2 separate regions of the Mus musculus genome follow, and region 2 is linked to region 1. The links are chromatin contacts, called in public Hi-C maps. All regions are on one chromosome and are shown on one strand. Each heading gives the region's core, a stretch centred on a gene start, on an enhancer-like site or on the middle of the called end of the contact. The rest is flanking DNA. Distances are from core to core; before and after follow the strand shown. Region 1 overlaps Pum1 (pumilio RNA-binding family member 1). Region 2 holds the start of Matn1 (matrilin 1, cartilage matrix protein).

The links. A called contact is a pair of places that touch in the nucleus more often than the background predicts.
Region 2: a contact with region 1 is called in a Hi-C map of cerebral cortex, with 4 times the contacts expected there. The contact joins the promoter of Matn1 here to the enhancer-like site in region 1. A contact is called at or near these places in 4 of 39 promoter capture datasets (the C10 cell line, embryonic stem cells, neural stem cells and 1 more), 4 of 15 datasets of contacts at CTCF or cohesin (the NIH/3T3 cell line, embryonic stem cells, hippocampal excitatory neurons and 1 more), 188 of 484 Hi-C or Micro-C datasets (B cells, the BV-2 cell line, the Ba/F3 cell line and 105 more), 25 of 115 datasets of contacts at active chromatin or transcription factors (CD8 T cells, the HPC-7 cell line, T-cell acute lymphoblastic leukemia and 16 more) and 5 of 9 other capture datasets (adipose tissue, embryonic stem cells, embryonic tail and 2 more).

What each region holds. Positions count from the first base shown.
Region 1 is chr4:130,777,539-130,781,031 of GRCm38.p6, reverse strand. It overlaps Pum1 (pumilio RNA-binding family member 1), which reads right to left. Exons shown (of 22, transcript NM_030722.3): 22 at 1-1,260. The coding sequence ends at 1,129. Among named protein-coding and RNA genes, the nearest start is that of Gm23711, 3.5 kb to the right of the region's middle. Within about 2 kb of position 1,816, at least 22 of the 459 cell types and tissues checked have an H3K27ac peak or open chromatin away from gene starts, as enhancers often do. A contact at or near this core is called in cerebral cortex and neurons, where this site is marked.
Region 2 is chr4:130,943,038-130,946,371 of GRCm38.p6, reverse strand. Matn1 (matrilin 1, cartilage matrix protein) reads right to left here and starts at 1,987. Exons shown (of 8, transcript NM_010769.2): 1 at 1,843-1,987; 2 at 197-543. The coding sequence starts at 1,948.

The DNA.
Region 1 (3,493 bases), core at 567-3,066:
AACTAGGCTGTATAAAGAACATTTATTCCTTCAAAAGAAAAAAATTTACTTCTGGTTGAAATTACAATTTACAATATACAACACTATCTGCTACGACCATAAAAGGTGGGATATACAGAGTGCACGGGCTGGCTGATTCTCTTCTTACCAAAAACGTGTTCGTGTTGATCAAACTCCTCCACATTTACATTACAGGTATACAAATGTACAATTGTACAATCAAAAGTATGTCCGACTACTAGGGTACATTATAGATACAGATTAGACATCAAAACAGGAAAATACTACAAATCCGTATATATGCAAAGTCTACACAAGTATACACTATGTATCTATAGAAGCCAGACCAGGGCCGAGCTGGGTATTCTCTCATGCTAAACAGTCAGATCCTGCTTCCCAGTGTTCACACAGGCAACCACAGGCAGCAAGTGGCCATGCCCACTGGCCTTGGGCCTCTGGGGTCCCCGCTCCTCCTGGATCTGCAGCTACCACCTCCCTCAGCACGAGGTCATCTCCAAAAAAAGAGCGTCATAAACTCCATATCACAGGCTGATGCTCTAGCAACTCTGAAACGTTCCCATTTCATATATGTATATATGTATATATATATATATTTTATAAACAGTGTTAAATGCCAGTTTGAGATCATTTAACTAAAATTCAAATTTCTCAGGTTTTTTTTTTTTAATAATAAAATGAGGAGGTGGGGAAGAGCTATTTGCAAAACTTGCCACAAGGCAAATGAGTTAAAAACCTTTTTTTGTCTTTTTTTTTAACTTTTTTTGTTAAACCAACCACCCTGAAAGTGTCCACATGTGGAATATAGATACAACATTGAACAAAGCATGTGGCCTCCCATGTACACTGATTACCTATGTACAAGTTCCTATACACCAGTAAACAGCAGGGCAATTAGTCAATTAAAAAAAATAATTAGTACATGTTATGTGTAATAAAATGAAATTTACAAAGGCCTTTCCACAAGTGGATCTGATTCTGTTTTTTGGAGGAGGGAGCAATCCCGGAGCAACCGTTGCCCACTTCCGACGCTGAGCTGGGCACCTCTGGTTGCTGGTTGGATCTGCCAGGGTCAGTGAGGTCAGCGGGACAGGGACGTGGGTGCACTGTTCAGATGATACCATTAGGGGGACCACAAATGGGCCCCAAGTCCACGCCATTCTTCATGTAGTACTTCTCGAGCTTGGCCAGGATGTGCTTGCCATAGGTGTACTTTCGAAGCGTCGCAATGTGTGGCCGGATCTGGAGAGGACAGTGTGGGTATTACTCTTGGCTGGAGAGGCACCTCCAGACCCTTCCCAGACAGACCCAGACACAGAATATACAGTGTACATATATAGTGCTTCATCCCGAAAGGTACTCCTGTCCTCTTATTGCTAGCAAGCCACGAGGTAAAGACGGGAGCTCTTGCCCTAAGCACTGACAAAGGACAGAGAACCATGACAGAATAGCCTATGCCAGCCAGCTGCACGTAGAAAACCAGGTTGTCCTGACAGTTGGGGCTTCCTTTGGGGAACCAGATGTCTGAACTCACCACCAGATCCCTGCCTCGCCAGGGCACAGGATTTCTTCCAGTTAACAGTGACCAATTGCACTGGCTAGTTTTTACATCAACTTTACAAGTTAGACTCATTATGGTAGAGGAAACCTCAATTGAGAAAATGCCCCCACCTAATTGGGCTGTGTGTGGACAAGCCTGTGACGCATTTTCTTGTTTGATGATTGATGTGAGTGGTACCACCATGTGCGGGTGGTTCTGGGTGCTCTAAGAAAGCAGGCTGAGCAAACTACTGGGACCAAGCCAAGAAGCAGCAGTCCCCGTGACTTCTGAATCAGCCAGTGCCAGAGCTTCCTGCCCTGCCTGCCTTGGATGATGGAAAAACTGTAAGATGAAACAAATCCCTTCCTGCTCAGCTGCTTTTGGTGTTGTTCACAACAGCAACAGAAACCCTAAGACATAACTTGGTACCAGGTCAGTAGTGCTGGGAGTGCTAAGGAGGATTGTGGTAGCACCTGAAGTTTGGGCTGGAAAAGCCACCGTATGCTCAGAGCTTAGTGGGCTTCTGTGGGAGCTTTAAGATAATGTTGCTAGCAGTACAGACAAAAAAGCACTATTTGTTAAGCGTCTGAGGGAAGCAAGGGCTCTACTGGGGCCATTTAAGTGATATTTGTATTAACCGCTGAAGTGAAACCTTTGCTTTGCTGGTACAATTGATACTGGTCAGCTGGGGCTGTGATTAAGAAAAGATCAGCAGCGGGGCGGTGGTGGCGCACGCCTTTAATCCCAGCACTTGGGAGGCAGAGGCAGGTGGATCTCTGAGTTCGAGGCCAGCCTGGTCTACAGAGTGAGTTCCAGGACAGCCAGGGCTACACAGAGAAACCCTGTCTTGAAAAACCAAAACAAACAAAAAACAAAAAACAAAAAAAAAGAAGAAGAGACCGGCATCAGTGAAGCAAATCTTCCGAGAGCATTTCCTCAGGGTCAGTACACAGACGCTGTAGCCCAGGAGTCAAGGGGCTCGTCATGCTGCAACAAACCTTGGTAACGTGTAAGACACTCTTGCCTGTTAAGAGGTCATGGAACGACTCTGAACCTTGGCACTGTGAGAGGATAGGAGGGGCCGCTGATGGGGTGCAGCCTCAGTGGGTAGAAGGCCTAAGATGCAATGAAGCATGAGAGAAGTTGAAGCTTGGTAATAACATGGCAGGGTCAGAATCCCTGAAGAATACTCCGGAGAGGTTACTGGTAAAGGTGGAGACCAATACAGTCCTTAATGCTGCTTCAAGGATATTGAAGAATATTTACACTAGACTAGGAGGACAAGGGAGTAGGCTCAGATAAGAATATTTACACTGGACTAGCACAAGGCCCAAGATGAATACAGTTGAGGAATATATTGTATTCCTTTTATCTTGGTCATCCTGATAAACCCCTAGACACAGTGACTATGGGACTTTCTGTATTGCTTGTTTGTTCCTTGACGACTTCATCCTCGACCTAGAACTGATCCTACTCTTCGCATATACCTAGAATGGTATAAATGCAGACTGACAACAAGTAAACCCGCCTCAGCACTGGCTGGAGTCATGTTACAATGGTGTCTAAGCGTCCTTTCTTTCTTTAATTCTCCCTCCCTCCCTCCCTCTCTCCCCGTTGACTGCTGGCTAAGCTGGCTTGGCCCCAGCTATGCAGTGCAGCCAGCCGAAGACTAGGAGATAACTAAGCGGGCTGTGGGGGACTGTGGGGGGCTTGTCCAAGCCCTCGGGGGGGGACCCAAAAGACCCCGGTGAATCCAGAACTCTCACTGCTGGGCTTTGGTTTTGCTTTGAGTCACTGTGCCCTACTCTGCCTTCTTGGACTAAGAAAGGATTTAACTTAGTTTGCTCTTACAGGAGCCAGCTGAGAGACTTTCAGAGTTTTAGGGACTATGGATATTTTAGAGGCTTGAACTTTTAAAGAGACTGGATATTTTAA
Region 2 (3,334 bases), core at 738-3,237, 170 kb before region 1:
TCTCGGTGGCCAGTATTAGCATAAGCACCTGGCCCGCCTCTCTCTGCTCGAGGGAAGATCTCAACCCTACCACCGCCACTTCTACAGAGTAATGTTTGCAAATGACTCTCTCGTTCCTAAAACAGCTGCTCTGAACAGAGAGGCCAGGAGGACCCTATGGCTTCATCCCAGGCTCCAACCATCCCGTGCTCCATACCTTGCTGATGTCGGGGGATCTGGCGCGTCCACCCTCAGCATCACTCAAGGCCTTGGTGATGGCGAATTGCAGAGCCAGGCCAGTCATGGTACCCGTGGACAGCGGCTGGATGCGGCGCACAGCTTGCAGCAGCGAGGCCTTGGAGCCATGGGCCCGGAGCGGGAACTCTGGTTTCACAGTGCTGGCGTAGTTGACCAAGCCCACCCTCGTGGCATTGGGCCCCACATCCAGTGACTCAATGACCTGAGACAGGAATACCTTCACCTTCTCAAACTCCACGGGTCTCACACTTCGAGAGCTATCGACAACAAACACCAGGTCCGTGGGTCGTGTCCGGCAGAGGTGCCCTAGGAGGGGGCAGTGCAGGGAGATAGAGAGTAAGGGCAGATATCAGAAGAGTTTTGCCTTGGGCTCCAGACAGCCGAGGGTGGGTCTCAGTGATTTAGGTCTCAGCTCAGTGTATAGTCTCGGGCATTCGGCTCAGCCCGTGGGGAGGAAGGCGGAAGACCCCTCTGGTCTTAGACCACATACTTCTTCTCTGCACCTCTTTGCAGGAACCTCTAAGAACAAACAAAGGCATGTAGAGACTAGCCTGACTTGCTGGCAGAATGTTAGCCAGGGGTACACTGAGGAACTAAGGCTGGCACTTCCTTAAGGGCCATCAGGGTACCTACCCACTGTCTCTTCATCAGCAAATTTGAAGTCACTTCCCTCCCGGGACAGGAAAGAAGCAGAAATTCCTGATGCCACATTGTCACCCTTGTTTTGCCAAGTGGGCCCCAAGACACCCTGACCCTAGAAACAACGTTCCTCCAGATCTCCAGCAAGGCAGCACCAGTGACTGGGAGGCGCCAGCAATGGATGGGACAGGCCTGGGCTCAGACCCTGGCTTGGCTGCTCTGTGGCCCAGGGCAGGGGGTAGCACAGTTTTGAACCTCATTTCCCATTCATACAAAGGGAGACTAAGCTGAGGGTGGATGTCCCTTCCTATAGCAGAGCTGGGCTCTGGGACAGGCTGCCCTGCCCAGCCCATGCCACATAGGAACAAGTCCATTCCCTGTTGGGCACAAAGGATCAGAAAAGGAAAGATGTGCCTCAAAGCCCTGGCATCTGAGTTTCTCGGGAGACCTTAAACGTGTTCTGTATCTACGGTGACAGATGTTTCCTGCCTGCTCAGCCTCCAAATGGAGAAGTGGGATCCAAAGGCAGAGTTGACCATATCCACGACTCTGAACCTGACCCCTTGTGGCTCTGGGGCTATCTCATGGCACAGACTGAGACAGGTCCTCCTTCTCCACCTCAGTTGCTGAGCATCTCGGGGCTGCCAGAGCCCAGCCCTGGAAAGGGCTGTGGAAACTGACCAGACACCTGGTCTCCTGCGCTGCGCTCACAGAGCCCTGGGCCTGGTGCCGCTCCTGACTCCGGCTGGCTCTTGTGGGGGCTTCTGGTCCCTGCAGCATGGTGGCCCTGAGGATCACCTGTCCTGGTGGCCTTCACTAATACCATTATCTCCACTGCCCTCCCTGAGCCGACACCCTCCAAACCCTGATTCCCATTTAGCCTCCATCTGTCTCTGTGCTCAGCCCCCCCAGGCCATTTGTCAAGGGTCACAGATCCAATGTCCCCAGCATCCATGGTCCCCTTACCTCTGGGCTGGGGGACAAGACTGAGGCTATCAGGGACCTGTAGCAGCAGCAGCAGCAGGAGCAGCAGGCTACAGAGAGCAAAGGCTGGACCAGAGGTGACCTTCATGGTTGCAGCAACTCAGACAGACAGCGGCAGCGGCACACTGGAGGGGACCAGAGGGGGAGATTGCCTTATCAACCACTGGGCAGGGGACAGCACCCTTGCCCCAACCCCCAAAGGCGGGGCCAGTCTGAATGGAGGTGTGTGTCTGAAAGGGAGGGTAGAGGCAGCTGACCACAAGGGCCCCTTTGCCTGCAGAAGGAACTCGAGCCACAGCTGGAATTCAGGAAATCTCAGGTGGGTGGGGGCGGCTCCTCTGGCCAGAGCCCGTGCTGACTTGGACCTACAGCTCAGGGATACTTGAGCCCTGCACTGCCCCTCTTCCCACACCCAAGTCCTCCCCACCCGGAATTCCAAGCCCAGGTTTCTCGCTAAATATGCTTCCTAACCACGTGCACACACACACACACACACACACACACACACACACACACACACCTTCTCCAGCTGCACCGATTCTCTCCAAAAACCACGGGGCCTTTGCACGAGCAGAGCCGACCATCCAGTGTTTTCCTTTTACTAGCTCCACCCCAGAACGATTCTCCCAGATCTTGGTAGCAACCAAGTAGTGTGGCTGTGCTTAGTGTGTGAGAGAATGGGGAGCTCGGAGAGGGACTGACTAGGGGCAGATATGAGAGGCAGATCATGTACCTGTGTGACCTTGGGCAGCTTGCTGCGCCTCTCTGTGCCTCATCCCTCTTCTGGGAGGAGAGACGGTGTCAGTGCTGGCTCACAGAGCTAGGGACAGGGCCTGAGGAATTTCCTGAACTATCTTTGTTAATCCTCACAGCGAAGCAAGCGAGTCTTGTGAGATTACATGGGGAGGCAGCAAGAAGACCGGAGAAGGAAGATGAGGCAGGGGATTGCCACTGTTACAAGGAAAGACCCTGTGCACTCCTCAGGCATAGCTGATCTAGTCCACAGTGATATCTTTAGCAACCATAGCATCATCCTTCACACCCCACATACCTGTGAGGCAAGCAGAGAGATGGAGTCTATCAATCAGCCCACTTTCCATATGCCAAAGTGGAAGCCCAGAGAGGTTAGCCTGAAGTCACACAGCCGGTTCAAGGGCAGAGTCAAGGCATTTTCCCTTTTGTAGCTATGTTAGAGACAAACTTCTCTTTGTCTTCTCCCATTTGGGTTCCATCAGTCCCCAGTTCCCAGCCCTCTGCATCTCTGCAGACCCAGAAGAAACCTCCATGCTGCTGACCCCTCCTTTCACTATTCAGAGGTCTCTCTTCTCCAGAGTGGCTGTATGGTCCCAGAAATTGCAGCAAATATCCTTTCTCCCAAATTGTGCTACATAGCTGTTTTTGCCATTCTGGCCTGGAGGTCTCTTCTATCTCGGTCCCCTTCCTGGCCCTGAGGCCCAAGGACAGTGCCAAGCAA